3 separate regions of the Pan troglodytes genome follow, and all the other regions are linked to region 1. Evidence: chromatin contacts called from public Hi-C and HiChIP or PLAC-seq data. All regions are on one chromosome and are shown on one strand. The core of a region is the stretch at or near the end of the contact, and the rest is flanking DNA. Distances in the headings are between cores, read along the strand shown. Region 1 holds the start of FADD (Fas associated via death domain). Region 2 holds the start of FGF19 (fibroblast growth factor 19). Region 3 has its middle 54 kb from the start of ANO1.

Region 1 (3,425 bases), core at 569-3,068:
CCCTAAGAGTGTGGTGCCAGAGTCCACCCTTAACCGCTATGCTGAACTTCTGGGGAGGAAGGCACAGTCGCCCGCTACCAACCTGTCCATACCCACTGCTCACCTTCTGGTGTACTTTTCCCAGCACACAGTAACTACATGACAATATAAATAAAACCAAGCACACATACATCTCAAATGTCAGCTATGTTTCGTAGACCGCCTTTAAAATGCAATTTATCAGTGTTTCTCCAGACATTAAATATCCATAAAACCCGATTTTTCTACGTCCTGTTTTGTTTGTTCAGTACTGATGTTTTTTTAAAATCTGGACTTGACTGCTCTCAGGCAGAGAGCTGTTCTGTCCATCCTGTCCTCAACAGGCACCAGTCCTTACAGAGTGAAACCCATGGTGACACATTTAGGCCCTATCTGATTGGTGACTGAATGGCTGATTCCAAGCTACAGCTTGAAGCCTCTGAGAGGCGTCCCCAGAGCACTCCCAAGCCTCTCCCGACTCTGAGAACAAGGGGGGTAGGGCTGAGAAACTCTGCTGTACTCAGAGTTTCTTTTTTATCCTGGAAGCTGCTGCAATCCACAGGCGAGGGTGGAGAGGGAGTGACCGAGAGCAGGACAGGAAGCCACTCCACAATGAACTTGACCAGAGAGGCAGTGCAGTGGCTAACACCACCCATCCGGAGGCCGGACTGCTTGGCTCAAGCCTAGCTCCGTCAGTTATCGGCTGCGCATTTCGGCAACGCCACTTAACCTGTGAGCCACAGTCCTGTCCTCTGTAAAATGGGAACAGTGATAGCTAACAGTATCTAAGCCACAGGGCTACTGCGAAAATTGTATTTGGCAGTTACAAGGGTAAGCGGCACACTGTAAGCCCCTGGGTAGGAGTTACTGAATGCTAGTATTACTCTCAGACAGCCGTGAAAAGCATATTCCGAGACAGAAAGGAAATGATGCGAGGCAGGCTCACCCAACCTCTGCCCCTCCCCCACACCTTCTCTGACTCATCTTTTCTTCAGTGAGTTTTCTAATTTACCCGGGCAGAAGGGGGTGGAGGAAAAAGGACTGTGCGTGTCCACGCCCTGCAACCTCGAATAAGTTAACTTTTCTGCGTTTCTGGCTCTCCCATCTGCAAAACCAGGGCTGTACGGAGAAAACCCACGCAAATCAAACCCGGCAAAGGGGAGGCGCCTGGAAGCCAACCGGAGGAGCCTCGCAGCACCTACAGCCGGGCGACCAGGCCCTGGCTCCACCGGCCCGGCCCCGCGCCCACCTTCTTCCCCAGGCGCGGCCCTGGCCGCCGCCCCCGCCTCGAAGTCGTCGACGCGCCGCAGCAGGTCGTGGCGCCGCAGGGAGGCGAGCAGCTCGCGCAGGAGCTCGGTGTGCCCGGGCTCCAGGTCGTTCTGCTCCAGCAGCATGGAGAAGAGGTCCAGGCCGCTCTGCACGCGCTCCATCTTGCGCTTGCCCACGCGCCCGAGGCATAGGAACTTGAGCTCGGTCAGCTCGCTGCTCGACAGGCTGGACGACACCGAGTGCAGCAGCACCAGGAACGGGTCCATGGCGGGGCCTGCAAGCGGCCGGGGCTGCGGCCCGGCCCTCCGCGCGCCCGCTGTCCTCGGCTCGCTGGCCCTGGCCAGGTCTCGCCGCTTGCCCAGCGGCCCAAGGATTCCACCCCCGACCCTGCACTGCGGCGCCTGATTCACTACCGGAAATCGACAAGAGCGCGTTTTCGACCGTTATCTCGCGAAAACTAAGGGACCCGCGCATGCGTCCCTAGCGAAGCCGTTGCCGTTTCCGCCCTGGCTGGCGGCGCCGCGGACGGGCGCGGCTTCTGCGCCTGCGCCCGGCGTATCGTCTCTTTTCCGGGTGGGAGGTGGGGCCTTGGGTGTCCTGAGAGTCTGCAGGTGGCCCAGCTCTCTGCGGTGAGGGCGGTCGCGCCTCTGCCGAGTCCACCTGTTTGCAAAGCGCGGTGCGGCCCTACTGTGTGCAGGGCCGGGGCGGGGAGGGCGCAGCCCGAACGTCACGTGCCCTCACATCTGTTGGTGACCAAGGTTACTTATGCATTAACGTTTAGGGACAAACGTGGAAAATGCATTCTTTGGTACCCCTGGAGACATCTTGTGTGTGCAGAAAACACTACTCAGAAGTTTATGTGCGTTTAAACATGTGATTTAAATAATACATGATTTCCAAAGTAGCAGTCGTTTATTCAATCAACAGTATTGAGCGCCTACTGTGCCAGGTAGTAGGGTCTGGGGACAAATTAGTGAGCGAAGCGCGAGGGTCCCCGCGTGCCCGGAGTTTACATCATAATTACAAAAGCGACACGCTCCAGAAGAGAAGGTCGTGGCGGCTGTGGTGGCTCAGCCTGCAATGCCTGCACTTTGGGAGGCTGAGGCAGGATTGATTGAGACAAGGGGTTCGAGACCAGCCTGGGTAACATAGTGAGACCCCGTCTCTATTAAAAAATAAAAATAAGGAAAAATAAGGAAATCGTATAGTATGCCAGAAATTCAGAAGAGCCAGGGGAAAGGGAGTCTCTTCACGGGGTGGGCGTGTGGAGGGTGGGGGGCCCGGTGGTCTGATGGGGCCTCTGTAAAGGCGCAGGTGAAGGCTGGGAGGGGCCGGGTACCTAGGTGTGGCTGGGGTTCCAGGAGCAGCAATGCCGTGGGTTTGGAGGTGAGGAGGGGGTGCAGATTAGGAGAGCCCTCACCAGCCAACAAGGACCCAGCTTTACCACAGGGTGGGGCAGGGGGTGATGCCAGCTGAGTTTGTTTTCTTGAGATATAATTCACATACCATTCAATTGACCCTTTTAAAGTCACACTTCAGTGGTTTTTAGTGTAGTCACAAGGTTGTGCAACCCTTACTGCTGTCTAACTTTAGGACATTTTCATCACCCCAAGAAGAAACCCATTAGCATGTACTCCTCCCCTCCCCCACCAACCACGAATCTACTTTTTCTTTCTTTCTTTTTTTTTTTTTTTTTGCTTTTTTGAGACAGAGTCTCGCTCTATGGCCAGGCTGGAGTGCAGTGGTGCGATCTGGGCTCACTGCAACCTTTACCTCCCGGGTTCAAACAATTCTCCTGCTTCAGTCTCCTGAGTAGCTGGGATTACAGGTGCCTGCCACCATGCCTGGCTAATTTTTGTATTTTAGTAGAGACAGGGTTTCACCATGTTGGCCAGGCTGGTCTTGAACTCCTGACCTCAAGTGAGCCTCAGCCTCCCAAAGTGCTGGGATTACAGGCGTGAGCCACTGTGCCCTGCCGAATCTACTTTTTAAAATCTATGGATTTGCCAATTCTGGACATTCCATGTGTACAGAACCATACAGTATGTGGCATTTTGTGTCTGGCTGTTTTCAGCATCATTTTCAAGGTTCATCCATGATGTAGAACATATGAGTACTTCATTCCTTTTTTTTCTTTG
Region 2 (3,425 bases), core at 674-3,173, 500 kb after region 1:
GATTTGAGCTGAGAACCTCCATGAAGCGCTCAGAACAGGGGCTGGGGGACAGCAGCCGCCTTCCTCATTTCCCCACCTCCCTGATCGCATCAGCCACTCTCTTCCCCATGTCCCTGGAAGGGGCTGCAGAGGGGTAGGGGTGGAACCAGAGGCTGCCATCGCCCCCACCCGGTTTGGGTCGTGTCCCCCAGTGCAGCCTCTGCCATCGCCCTCAAGAGCATTTATCACGCATTTACCACGGATCTTTAAAACGAAAGCTGCAGGGGAGGGTAATTAAGTTTAATAGGAGCCGCCGTCGATTTAAAGCCACAGGGGGGAAGTAATTAGATTTAACAGAAGCCACGGCTTTCTGAACCAAGACACACAGCGTGGGGGTCCCTGGTCTAGAAAGCCTTCGGGATGATGTCTTTTTGTAAAGACTTTCCTGGTGACATTTGCTGCGCCCTCAGTCATTAACGCCAGTCACTGACTGGGGAATGAATGTGGCCTCTGCTCATTGAAATTCATTAGGCCTGGCATTTCTCTCGCTGTCTCTCCTGTTTGCCCTCCCCATCGCCTTTGCGCTGGGCCAGGAGGGCTCTGCCCCCAAAACCAGCCTCCTGGGGCCCCACATCCAGGAGCTGGGGGTTTGGAAGAATAACAAGAAATAATTAGAGTTAAACCAAAGCCCCGTAGGAGGACCCCTTTATTCCCCGCCTGGGTATTCTCTGGATGTCGTTTTCTTTATTTGCAGGAACCGCTTCATGGAGCGGCCCCCATTTCTTTCCTCACCTGGCACCTGCCCGGACGCCAGGGGCGCCCATCACCGTTCCTGGGCCCCTTCCCGACCCCTCCCCACCAGGTAAGGCGCTCTCGACCTCCCCGACCGTGCTGTTCCTCCTGCCCCCGTGCGCAGGGACTCGGGGACTCAAAAACCAGACCCCCGACACAAGACAGCTCAAAAACCGGGAAACGGAGGCCCAGGCCTCCCTCCCTGCGCCCCTGCCTCCACCACCCTCCAGCCGAGAAGCTGGGGTTCACCAATCCCGCAGCTGGCCCGCCCACCCTGCCCGAGAGCCTCCTTCCCAGTGCCCCCTTTCAGGTTGCATCTCGCGCACAGCCGCGGGGCCGGGGCGAGCGCGGAGCAGGCAGGGGCGCGGGGCCAGGAGCGCAAAGCCCAGGCGGACGCCGAGGCTGCGGCGCCACCTACAGTCCGCGCGGCTTCCATTGTTTCCCCGCCGGCCGAGAGCGCGCCCGGCCCCCCGTCGGGGGGCAATTTACCCGGATAAAAGGGGCGGGGCAGGAATTGCAAGAAGATGAAGCTGAGAGAACCTGAGACTGTCGGAACTGCGGGGGAAAATTCTACGGGACGGCTTTGACGTCAGATGTGCGGGGCTGCGAAAGTCGGGGGAGGGAGTGCGAGTGGGCTTTTAAGGGGAAGGGCACTAAGGCCGAGGTGAGGCTTTTCCCGACAGAGGGTGAAGGGGGCAAAACTCGGTGCCCCCCAACCTCTGGTCCCGGGGTTCCTGACCCCGCCCCCGCTAGTGCCCCACGCCGAGTGCATCCACTGGGAGCCTGAGGCCTGGGGGAAGGGCCCCAGTTGTCGATTGCTTTACAAAGTCAAACTCTCCCAGCCAAGAACCTCGGGGCCGCTGCGCGGTGGGGAGGAGTTCCCCGAAACCCGGCCGCTAAGCGAGGCCTCCTCCTCCCGCAGATCCGAACGGCCTGGGCGGGGTCACCCCGGCTGGGACAAGAAGCCGCCGCCTGCCTGCCCGGGCCCGGGGAGGGGGCTGGGGCTGGGGCCGGAGGCGGGGTGTGAGTGGGTGTGTGCGGGGGGCGGAGGCTTGATGCAATCCCGATAAGAAATGCTCGGGTGTCTTGGGCACCTACCCGTGGGGCCCGTAAGGCGCTACTATATAAGGCTGCCGGCCCGGAGCCGCCGCGCCGTCAGAGCAGGAGCGCTGCGTCCAGGATCTAGGGCCACGACCATCCCAACCCGGCACTCACAGCCCCGCAGCGCATCCCGGTCGCCGCCCAGCCTCCCGCACCCCCATCGCCGGAGCTGCGCCGAGAGCCCCAGGGAGGTGCCATGCGGAGCGGGTGTGTGGTGGTCCACGTCTGGATCCTGGCCGGCCTCTGGCTGGCCGTGGCCGGGCGCCCCCTCGCCTTCTCGGACGCGGGGCCCCACGTGCACTACGGCTGGGGCGACCCCATCCGCCTGCGGCACCTGTACACCTCCGGCCCCCACGGGCTCTCCAGCTGCTTCCTGCGCATCCGTGCGGACGGCGTCGTGGACTGCGCGCGGGGCCAGAGCGCGCACAGTGAGTTCTCGCCAGCACCCCCGCCCGCCCCGCCGCGCGCACCCCACCCTGCTGCGCGCACCCCACCCCAGCGCCCTTCCTTCCTTTGCCACCCTTAGGCTCCTGCGGACCCCTCAACTCCCGGGAACCCCAGGTTTTGGCACCTGGACGTTAGGATCCCTCCCTTAGTCCCCAAACAGCGCGGGACGCTAGGGAGAAGCACAGGCTCGTGGACCGACCGCACCCACGTGGTGCGGGCCCAGCGGTCCCTGCTGCAGCTTCTCGCTTCCCCTGCGCCTAGGTTTGCTGGAGATCAAGGCAGTCGCTCTGCGGACCGTGGCCATCAAGGGCGTGCACAGCGTGCGGTACCTCTGCATGGGCGCCGACGGCAAGATGCAGGGGCTGGTAAGTGTCCCCACGGGGCGGATGCGCCGGGGCGGGGGACCGGCGCCTGTCCCCGGGCGGAGGCCTGAAGGAGAGAAAGGCGCTGGTTCGAATCCAGGGTTTCCTCGCCTCCTCCGCCCAGACCCGCGTGCAACTTCGAGGGAAAGATTGCAAAGACCGATTAAGTGCATGTCCGACGATTTCCTACGGAAATTTAGGGTCTCAGCCAGCAGCCAGAGAATAGGCAAAAGCTGCCTTTGCATTTCCAATTGAGTCAAAGGCCGGCCTAGCCGGACCGAGGAAACCCATTATTCGGCCTCCTTTGATATTAAACAGGAAAACCCACCTCGGGCCTTTTCAGCCTCTGCCTGCGTGTGTGTGGTCCTCGCCTCCGTTTCCCTCCCTCCAGTATAAAAGAAGAAAAAAAGAATGGGAAAGAAAAAAGAGGATCTACTCATAACTTTCCTTTAAAAACAAATCAATTGTCAAGCAAGGCAGAAAACAGTGCATTTGGGATAGGAGAGATTGTTTTTTTTTTAGAATTAATTTTTAATCTACCAGGAGCATGGTGTGGCTTAGACGCAGATGCGCTGGAGTCATGTTGCGCCAGGGGAGTGCTTTTCCTCCTGCGGGCCTCACCTGTCCTGTAAACGCTTTCTGGTGGGGGCAGGGGGTGGGGGCTGGCAGGGAAGGCCCAGGTAACCGCAGAGGTCCCGAGGCCGGAAGTGTACGAGTGCTGGGGCTCTGGTGGCGGGGAACAAA
Region 3 (3,425 bases), core at 241-2,740, 290 kb after region 1:
GTGGAGAGGCTTAGGCGGGAGGGCCGTGGAGGTGCCACGGAAACTGGAGGTGCTGCGTTGTCGGTGAAGGCCCTGGCCTCTTCTCCCAGGACTCTGCTAGAGAGAGCCAGCCCTCCTTAAGATGCCCAGCCCCCTCCCTGGCTGCAGCCTTCTGGGGCCTAGACAGGTAGAGGGAAGACAAGGCGCTGGCTCCAGCAGCTCCCAGTGCTGCCCAAGGGCTCCTGAGCTCGGCTGAGGGGCTCCACCTATTTTAGCCTGAGACCCTGTGTTCCCAGTGAGAGCCTTGGGGCTGCAGGGCTGGGCCCAGCCTGGACGCTGCTCCCTGCTTCTGGCCAGGGAGAGCCTGATGGTCACAGAGAGGTGGGTCTCAGAGTTTCTACAGGGTGGACCCCCGGAGTGTGGGTGCCTTATCATCTCCTGTCCCCACAACCCCCTCCCCGGCAACATCATGCTCCAAAGGGCTTATTTCCCATCGGTGGATCTGGCTTCAGATCCAAGGAGGAGCCTGGGGGAGCCCAGGCCTGGGTCCCAGCCACACCTGCCCCATCATGTTGGCCCATGTTCCCACTTAGGTGGGAGATCATAAAAACTAGGGTCCCTGGGGGTCAGCCCCAAAGAGTCCCATTTGGCAGGGGTGGGGTGGGGCAGGACTGTGGGGCCGTAAGGAGGAGGGACTCAGGGAGGCTCCTGCCTTCTCTGCCTAGCCCAGTACCTGGGCACTCAGGGGCGGTGAGCCGTCACCATCTGCCCAGTGAACCGATGATGCTACTGGCTGTCCCACGGCCCCTGGGGAGTTCCTGCCCCAGAGATGGGGCTCTTGGGGGTCCTCGAGTCCCAAGGAATCCTGTGAGGTCCCCTGGTGAGTGAGTGGGCCTCGGGGTGCCTGTGTGGGAGTCTCGGGCAGCAGTTGGCCCACAATTCAGGCACTGCAACAGGGCCCGGGATCTGGGTTCCAGCCTGGTTCCTGGCAAGTGCCCCCCAGGTGCCGAACCTCTGGGACATAACAGAGATGTAAATAGACAACTAACAAGATAGCTGAGATTGTTTCCTTATCCAGACATTGGGGATAGGAAAGCCTGAGGTTTACCTCCTGGCAGGAAGCAAGAGGTTGGGGTGGAGTCCCAGGGACCTGCTGGGTTTCTTAGAGGGGTCCCTTTCTAGCCCCGAGATGCAGGATCTGGGATCTCACCCCGAAAGGTGTGACTTGGAGCTTCTGTGGGGGCAGGAGCAGGGCCCAGCTGGCAGCAAGATGGCCGGTGGCCCACCCGCTCCCTGCAGTCCCTTGAGCCCACCAGCCGAAGGGGCCACCCAGCAGGGCCCTGGAAGTTGTTATCACTAAGGGAAGGGAGCAGTCACCTCCTCCCAGGGCCCAAATTCAAAGTTTGTGAACCCAGGAGCTGCATCCGAATCAGGTCCTACCACGTGGTGCCTGGGAGTGTGCGCCCCATTGCATGGGCAGCAGATGGCAGTGTGCACCCCGTCTTCTCACTCCTCACAAGCCCTGCCCGGAGGCCAGAGTCCTCCCGGGGGCCACCGGGTTGGTGAGAGCCACAGCGGGTCCCCTAATGCTGCAGCAGCCTCCTCTGGGATTGCCCCGGCCTCGGTTTCCATCATGGGAGGCAGGGAGCTGCTCTCCAGCACAGCACCCTCCTCGGCACAGCACCGCCCTGCTCTAGAGTCCACACCGGCTCCCCCGTGTGCCTTGGTGCCATCCGAGTCCCTCAACGCATAACTCCATTTAGAGACCACATCCGGTTCTCCCTCTGCTGCGTGACCCACTCGTGCACCAGCCTGGGCCCACGGCAGGGCTGTGGCTCGGCCTCTTTCACCTGCCCTGGGCTCACAGCTCTGGACAAACAGGAGATGCTTGATGGAGACAGCCAGGGTGGACTTTAGGGTCTTGGGTCTGTGGCCCTGGAATGCCAGCTGGTTTTGGCTCTGGGCCAGGCCTGGGGTCAAGTCGGGTGGACACCAGGGCAAGTGATCCACGCCCCACCTGGGCCCTTGTTCCAGCCAGGGGATGGCTTGGTATGTGCTGCCTCTGCCGCATGTCCACGGAGCGGCTCTCATTCATCGGACATGTACTGAGCGCCAACTGTGTGCCAGGCATCCCTGAGGGTGACCAAGTGCAGGTTCCGTCCTCAGGAGACACTGCCCTACATGGCGTCCTAGCCAGGCCAGCTGGGCCAAGGCCAGGGGACTCAGGGCCAGTGCTGGGGCTGGGACGACGTGGCTCCACATAGTAGGGGATGAGGGGGAAGGGCCAGAGTGGGCACCTAACAGAGGCCACTGTTAGGTGGGCAGCAGATGGCAGTGTGCACACTGTGGCCCCAGCAGGGCCACAGCAGGGAGAGCAGATGTGAAGGTCGCTCCCCCGGCTGGGGTCCGCTGGTCTAACTGCCCACTGGGAGGTCCCGCCTGTGTGTCCTCTGGAACCTGAGTTCTGTGTCTTCCCAAAGCGGAACCAGCACCCTCCCTCCAAACCCACTTCGCCTTCTGGGCCACCTTCACCCAAGGCCCCCATTCCTTATGGAATATCCTGTTTGTTGTCATCGCCACACGTTTTACTTAATTATCTTGTTAGTTGTCTGTTTACATCTCTATCGCATCCCAGCAGAAGACACTGCCGGCCCCCGCTTCACTGGAGCCAGAAAACTGTGCCTCTCTGCCTGGACTCCCCCTGCAGGAAAGCCAGGTGGGGCATGGGACTCTTGTCCTGGGTCCATCCCCCTCAGCCCCTGGCCTGGCCCAGAGCCAAAACCAGCTGGCATTTCAGGGCCACATCCCCCAACACCCCCACCCTGGGCACTCAACCCCCTGAATCTAAATGCTTGCTTCCCACCATCCCCGCGCCCAGCCCCAGGTCCGGGTGCCAGCACCTCCGCTGGAGCTCACGCTGGCCTCCCCATTGGCCTCCCTGGGGCCGATGCATCCTCCCACTGTGGTCAAAGTGAGTCCTGCGAGGTGCGGTGCCTGCAGCTCCCGAGTGAAACCCATCCTTCCTGCTTGGGCCCAGCACTCTGCTCTGCCCTGCTCTCTGGGGCCGCTGCAGCCCCCGCCACCTCCTGTCCCCCACTAGGGAGGAGAGAATCAGGGATCTCCAGGCTGCCAGCTCTGCTTCAGTCAGGTGTGACCTTCTCTCCCGTCGGCCTCCTCAGTGCTGTCCAGCCGGTGGCGATGTCCCGTCCTTCTGGACCTGCTCCCTCTGGCTCCCCTCCCAGGCACCATCTGCGGAAGGGGCTGTTTTCAGATTTGGGGAAAACCCCTCATGGCCCCGTGTGCCCTCGCTGCAGACACCCAGTACTGCCGAGCTCAGACCCAGGCGGACCTGCCCAGAGCCTGCCGGCCGGCTCACGCAGCACACGCTGCTTCTGACCTCTCAGGGGAAGGGAAGGAGTGGCCCCTGGTGGCTTCTGCTGGCCAGG

What was found. Hi-C and Micro-C count contacts between places; a contact is called where the count stands out from the background. HiChIP or PLAC-seq counts read pairs in DNA pulled down with a chosen protein or histone mark.
Region 2: a contact with region 1 is called in an H3K4me3 HiChIP or PLAC-seq map of stem cell-derived excitatory neurons, with 16 times the contacts expected there. The contact joins the promoter of FGF19 here to the promoter of FADD in region 1. A contact is called at or near these places in 2 of 7 Hi-C or Micro-C datasets (induced pluripotent stem cells and stem cell-derived neural progenitor cells), 1 of 1 datasets of contacts at active chromatin or transcription factors (stem cell-derived excitatory neurons) and 1 of 1 other capture datasets (stem cell-derived neural stem cells).
Region 3: a contact with region 1 is called in a Hi-C map of induced pluripotent stem cells, with 4 times the contacts expected there. The contact joins the enhancer-like site here to the promoter of FADD in region 1. A contact is called at or near these places in 5 of 7 Hi-C or Micro-C datasets (blood, induced pluripotent stem cells, a lymphoblastoid cell line and 1 more), 1 of 1 datasets of contacts at active chromatin or transcription factors (stem cell-derived excitatory neurons) and 1 of 1 other capture datasets (stem cell-derived neural stem cells).

What each region holds. Positions count from the first base shown.
Region 1 is chr9:72,258,380-72,261,804 of NHGRI_mPanTro3-v2.0_pri, reverse strand. FADD (Fas associated via death domain) reads right to left here and starts at 1,818. Exons shown (of 2, transcript XM_508611.8): 1 at 1,268-1,818. The coding sequence starts at 1,553. The region is part of intron 3 of LOC107967138 (a long non-coding RNA gene); the gene reads left to right.
Region 2 is chr9:71,759,161-71,762,585 of NHGRI_mPanTro3-v2.0_pri, reverse strand. It overlaps FGF19 (fibroblast growth factor 19), which reads left to right and starts at 1,923. Exons shown (of 3, transcript XM_016922440.4): 1 at 1,923-2,300; 2 at 2,581-2,684. The coding sequence starts at 2,069.
Region 3 is chr9:71,968,441-71,971,865 of NHGRI_mPanTro3-v2.0_pri, reverse strand. No RefSeq gene overlaps it. Among named protein-coding and RNA genes, the nearest start is that of ANO1, 54 kb to the left of the region's middle. Within about 2 kb of position 1,490, at least 1 of the 24 cell types and tissues checked has an H3K27ac peak or open chromatin away from gene starts, as enhancers often do. A contact at or near this core is called in induced pluripotent stem cells, where this site is marked.